Linked DNA regions of Callithrix jacchus: region 1 is linked to region 2. A link is a contact called in public Hi-C data. All regions are on one chromosome and are shown on one strand. The core of a region is the stretch at or near the end of the contact, and the rest is flanking DNA. Distances in the headings are between cores, read along the strand shown. Region 1 holds the start of PGAP4 (post-GPI attachment to proteins GalNAc transferase 4). Region 2 holds the start of ZNF189 (zinc finger protein 189).

The links. Hi-C and Micro-C count contacts between places; a contact is called where the count stands out from the background.
Region 1: a contact with region 2 is called in a Hi-C map of skeletal muscle, with 2.9 times the contacts expected there. The contact joins the promoter of PGAP4 here to the promoter of ZNF189 in region 2. A contact is called at or near these places in 2 of 3 Hi-C or Micro-C datasets (both in skeletal muscle).

Annotation. Positions count from the first base shown.
Region 1 is chr1:149,715,862-149,718,697 of calJac240_pri, forward strand. It overlaps PGAP4 (post-GPI attachment to proteins GalNAc transferase 4), which reads right to left and starts at 1,352. Exons shown (of 3, transcript XM_017975110.4): 1 at 1,158-1,352. It overlaps RNF20 (ring finger protein 20), which reads left to right and starts at 305. Exons shown (of 22, transcript XM_078373533.1): 1 at 305-674; 2 at 2,305-2,421. The coding sequence starts at 2,417.
Region 2 is chr1:149,554,818-149,557,517 of calJac240_pri, forward strand. It overlaps ZNF189 (zinc finger protein 189), which reads left to right and starts at 1,324. Exons shown (of 3, transcript XM_009000388.5): 1 at 1,324-1,657; 2 at 2,389-2,470. The coding sequence starts at 1,625. MRPL50 (mitochondrial ribosomal protein L50) reads right to left here and starts at 1,078. Exons shown (of 2, transcript XM_002743160.7): 1 at 970-1,078. The coding sequence starts at 1,061.

The DNA.
Region 1 (2,836 bases), core at 102-2,601, 160 kb after region 2:
TTTTCTAATAAGCGTTATCCTTACAACATTCTAATAATTCTAATAATGTTAGTTTTCTCTTCTCTTCTCATAAAGTATGCAGTGCAGTGAATTCTAGAAATCCACCCCTTTAAAAAAACTATTTCTCCTTAGAAGGATTAGTTTTCTTGGAGAAGCACACACATGCACACAGACACACACCTGCATGTGTTGCTAATGGTCCGCATGGTGAGATCATCATTGGAGCCGCCCTGTGGTTGCCGGGAGAGAGCGTGGGCCGAGCGAGGGATGCGGGTCACAACGACCCTGCACTAGCTCACGCCCCAAGGCACTGCGAGCGCAGTGCGGCACAGGCGACGCCCGAGCCAAGGGCCAGGAAGAGGGCGAGACACGCCCAGGTAGACCTAATTTAACCCTCCCTCTTGGAAAAAGAATGGGGGACGATGTCCAGGGCCATGAATCTAGAGTCTGTCGCTGACCTTGGGCAGTCCCTGCCACAATTGAGCCTCAGTTTCCCACCCGTAGGCCGAGCTGCCAGTCTTCATCGTTGCACTCCTTCTCTTCTGCTGGTTTTTCCTGGTGCCGGGAGGGACGCCCTCCCCTGCCCAGTCGCTCACCCCCAGCCCTTGGTTGCGAGGTCGCCCGCAGAAACCCAACACCGCGGCCGCGCTCTCGGCTCTCTCGGCTCACCCAAGGTGTGGACGCGCCGCGAGGGTCCCCTGATTGCGGGCGGCCATTAGGCGCCAGGCCCCTTGGCGCTTCGGCCCTGCTAGGCTCGGCGAGGGTCTTACCCAGGCTGGCACGCGCCCCGCTAGCGTCTTTCTGTTGACCTGTCAGTGCAGCAGGCGCGGTCGAGTGCCAGGGAGGCGCCCCCGCGACACTCCTCCATCCCGGCACTGACTCGGGCCCCGGCCGCGCGAGGAACGCCCTTCGGGGTCCTAGCATTCCTCTGGCAGGAGGCGGTCGGAGCTGCGGGCAGGGCCGCTAGGCAGCCCGCCTGCCCGAGGCGCACGGCCCGAGGCAAAGGCCCTCTGCGATGCCTCTCCCCAACCCCCAGCCGCCCTCCTTGTGCCAGCTGTGGCCACCCCTAATCCTTGTCCCCTGGCTCTGGTGTCTCTCCAGGGTTCCGACCACCGTGCCAAAAAGGGCTGGGCAGATGGTGCGCAGCGGAAACCTACCCGGTTGGGCGGTCAGCTCGGTCCCCTGCGCGCGCCGAGGGCCGCCTCAGGTGTCGCCCAGGCTGGCTGGCTCAGCCCGGTGGAGGCGCCATCGCCGGGGCCCGGAAGGAGCGGGCGCAGCGCGGTTTGGGTGCGCGCCGGAGCCTCGCCTCCTCCTCCAGCCGAGCAGCTTTGGCGCAGGGCTCCCCTCGCTCTGGCGGGCCATGTGACCCGCGAGCTGCCGAGCGACCGCGGCCCCCAAAGCCGGCTTGGGGAAAAAGGACGGCAAAAGGCGCCAACTAATGGGCAGCCAGGGAAAAGCAGGAGTCGCCCCCAAGTCACGCAAACAGGAAGCCTGCTTCTTTTGTGAGGGGTATAGAAGCCAGTATTATATTTCATCAGGTGGGTACATAGAGACGTATTCACACCGATGGAACGATATCTCTCAATGCGTGTAAACGCCTCATGAGAAAGCTATTACTTTGGGTCTTGACTGTTTTTCAGTCTTCCCCAAACCCTTAATTTTAATGCAAATGGCCACGAGAGAGAGAACGCTGGAGGTATGAGAAGATAGGCACATTGATTGAGAATAATCCCGGCAAAGCTTACAGGAAAAAGATATGGAATGATCCGAGGGAGGAAAAACGGGGACGTTAAAAGAAAAGTAACAGCCTCTTACGTTCCACCCTGGACTTTCCCTTCTGTATGGGTTTCTACCACACAGTTTTACGGCCTTATTCAGTGCTTCTGATCCTATGTTTGCCTGTCTAAGCCACAGGTTAGCAACTACAGCTTGCTGCCTGTTCTTGTACAGCTCACAAGCTAAGAACAGTTTTTGCAGTATTTCATGGTTTAAAAGTGGAAGACTATTTCAGGCATATGAAAATTATATGAATTCAAAATTTGGTGATCATAAACAAAGTTTTATTGCAACAGGGTCATCATTTACATATTGTCCATGGCTGCTGCCATGCAAGAATGATAAGAGTTAAATAGTTGTGACAGAGACTTTATGACCCACAAAGCTTAAAATATACTACCTGATTTGCCAATACCTGCTCTAAAGGGTCTGTTCAGAGGGCACGAGATAAAGCATTAAGGCCAGTAGCTGCTCATATGATTTCTTCTTGTGTAAGTAAAATTGATACTAGATATTAATTTCCTTTAGAACCTTACAGATACCCACCGGAGCCTCCATTCATCCTCTACTCTTTCAGCCAACATTTACTGAAGAATGATTCTGACGTGATGCCAACGCTGTAGATGACAATGAAGTAAGAATGAGGTGTGGATCCTTCACTCAAGGAATTTGTTGTTAGAAATGTTGGAAAGTCTATTTTTGAGGCGGGGTAGTATGAGAGATGGATATAGCACAGAAAGGAAGCTTGGGAGGGTCGTTTCATTTCCTGAGAGATAGACTGGGAGTCTGATACTCTAATATTGGAAATCAGGATTATAACCAACCTGAATCGAATTCAGTTCTCTATCACTGGCTCAGTGCTGGGGTATAATCTATTTACTGGCTATGACAGATTCACTCCTCTGTGCCTCAATGTTCTCATCTATATATTGGGAACAGTGGTATTTCCCTCAGGTTTGTTGAGAGGTTTACATGAGATAATGTATATAAAGTGCTTAGCATTGTACCTGTGAAAATATCTAGCTTCCAATAAATGGTTGGCATTTATTCATTGTTTAAC
Region 2 (2,700 bases), core at 74-2,573:
GGTGCAGCCGTGCAGCGGAAAAAGCAACAGATGGGGAGTTAGGAGACATATGTTCTAGATCCAGATTTGCAATTAACTTGCTTTGTGACTTTGGGAAAAACACTTCCCTCCTGTGGGCCTCCGTTTCCTCATATTTTGGAGTACCTCGAGGATGAGAAGCGATTTTGTTTTTCCTGCTGTATCCTAGGCGCTTACAGTAATGCTGGCCCTGAGAAATCTCCTGAATGACTCCGTGAATGAACACACAAAATGAGGAGGCCGTACTACATTTCTGAACCTTGCTTATGAAGAAACACAGGCGGCAAACAATGAGTTTAGTTTACCAAGCGCTTTCTCTTTCTTTCTTTCTTTCTCTCTTTCTTTTTTAGTTTGAGACGTAGTTTCACTCGTGCCCCGGCTGGAGTGCAATGGCGCAATCTCAGCTCACTGCAACCTCTGCCTCGCAGGTTCATGCGATTCTCCTGCCTCAGCCTCCCGAGTAGCTGGGATTACAGGCGTGTGTATTCCTACGCCCGGCTAATTTTTGTATTTTTAGTAGAGACGGGGTTTCGCCAAGTTGTCCAGGCTGGTCTCAAACTCCTGGCCTCAGGTGATCCTCCCGCCTCGGCCTCCCACACTGCTGGGATTACAGGAGTGAGCCACCACGCCCGGCCTATCAGGCGCTTTGTGTTTGCAGACAACACACTGGGTGCCTCGCACATGAGGTTAATCCTGTTTGCTTAATAAATGAATGAGTGAAGTGAAAGGGAAAGGGGGTGGTATTTCCGTTATAAGATGAGAAAACTAAGGCCGAGAGGGGAAGAGATTGGGTCCCACCACTCAATGAGTGCTTCTCAACTCGGGACCCTAACGGGACCTTTTTGTCCTTGCTCTGATCAGGCGCGGGACCACGAAGGCGTAACACTCTTTTTGAACTCGTCCCTCTTAACTTTCCTTGAACGTGACCCACCGTCCACCCTTCAGCTTTACCTGGATCGAGACCAAAATTCTCTACGTGGTGCCCCTGAGACTTTCCACAGGAAGACTCTTCCGGCAATGCCAGACACATATCGCGCGGCCATCTTCGCTGAGATCCGCTGACCTGAGAGCTGCCCTCAGCCAACAGTGACGCGCCCAGACAGCCAATCGGATGCAAGCTCAGTGGCAAGCGTTTTCTTTTTCCGGTAGGCTCCCTCGCCCTTTGCACTCTGGGAAATGTAGTCCGGTAGCTATTGCCGGCGGCGCCTGGGTCGCGGCGCTCTTTCGGAGCATGACGGGAGTTGTAGTTGAGGGGCGTCCCGGGAATGATCCGGGTGACGCCTTCTGGTCCGGGGGCGGGCGGTCAGAGCGCTACTTGGCTGAAAGGAGGAGGACTGGCAGCAGGGAGGAGGCTCTTGCGAGGCCTGAAAGGCTGCGCAACAAGACAGGAGTGGGGGTTGGGGTTCGGGGTTGGGGGACAGCCAGGGATCGGGTCTAATATGCTACTGGGGTCGTGACCGCCTGGGGGCTGAGGCAGTCACTGGCCAGACCCAGCCAGGGATCCTCGTCTTCGTCCGGCCTAATTTCCAGCAGCCGGCTAGGCCTCACCAGAGGCTCCTTTCCGTGCAGCCGCCCCCAATTCCTGCCCTTATTCTCTGGCCGGGAGATGGCTTCCCCGAGTCCCCCGCCGGAGCCAAAGGTAAGTAAGCACCCCCCGGGATCCCCGTTGTCTCGCCACTACCCTAGCAAGGCCGCACCATTGCTTTCTCCCCCAGGCTCCCCACCAACCTCCTGACTGCCTCTTAAGGGCCAGCGCCTTGCAAGGAACTCCCCACTAGTGAGTTGGGGTGCGGTTCGTGAACAAACTGCCCACTGGCTCCTTTTTTTTTTCCTTTTTCTAGAGAGGCTTTATAAATCGGCTTGAGAAAATAAGTAATGCTTCAGGCTAGCTCTCTCATTTGTGAGTTCTTCAGGTGAAGCACCATTTTTGACCTTCCCTTGTGTCTTCTGTTCCTGGCACAGTGCCTGGACCCAAGGAATTCGCTTAGAGAACCTCAAGGAATTGCATAGAGTCACAAGCTAGTGCAAATGGAGAATTGTAGCAGGCAGTGAGATGAGGGAAGCTTGGAGATGCCTTGGGGCAGTTCACTAACATTAAACTGTTAGGGCATAATTATTAAATGAGAAAAGCCTTATCCTTAGGTCCTTTCTAATCTGAGATGCCTGTCAGTTGCAGTTCGTTCCCAGAATTGGGCACCATATGGAACTTTCAGTTATCATGTTCCTCCTGGCCTACTTGGCCCTGATAAGTGATTGCCTCTGCCACTTTCAGTGGTAGAATTGTCCTTGAGACAAGAACTGACTGCAGAAATCATACTATTTCAGGGGTTGCTGACATTTGAGGATGTGGCTGTGTTTTTTACCCAGGAGGAGTGGGATTATCTGGACCCAGCTCAGAGAAGCCTGTATAAAGATGTCATGATGGAGAATTATGGAAACCTGGTCTCTCTGGGTAAGAATCTGCTGTTTCTCTAATTAAAATGTCTTAAGAAGGTAGAGAGAAAACAGACTAACAGAACATTTGGATGGAAACCAGTACCAAAACTGCTTTGTTCTACAGTTCTGATTCAAACCTTTAAGCCAATTGCTTCCATAACTCTAATCCCTAGATTGCTTGCAGTCACCAAAATGCAAGCCTTTCTGGCATCCTGTCTCCATAATCTCATTCCCATATTGTTCTGT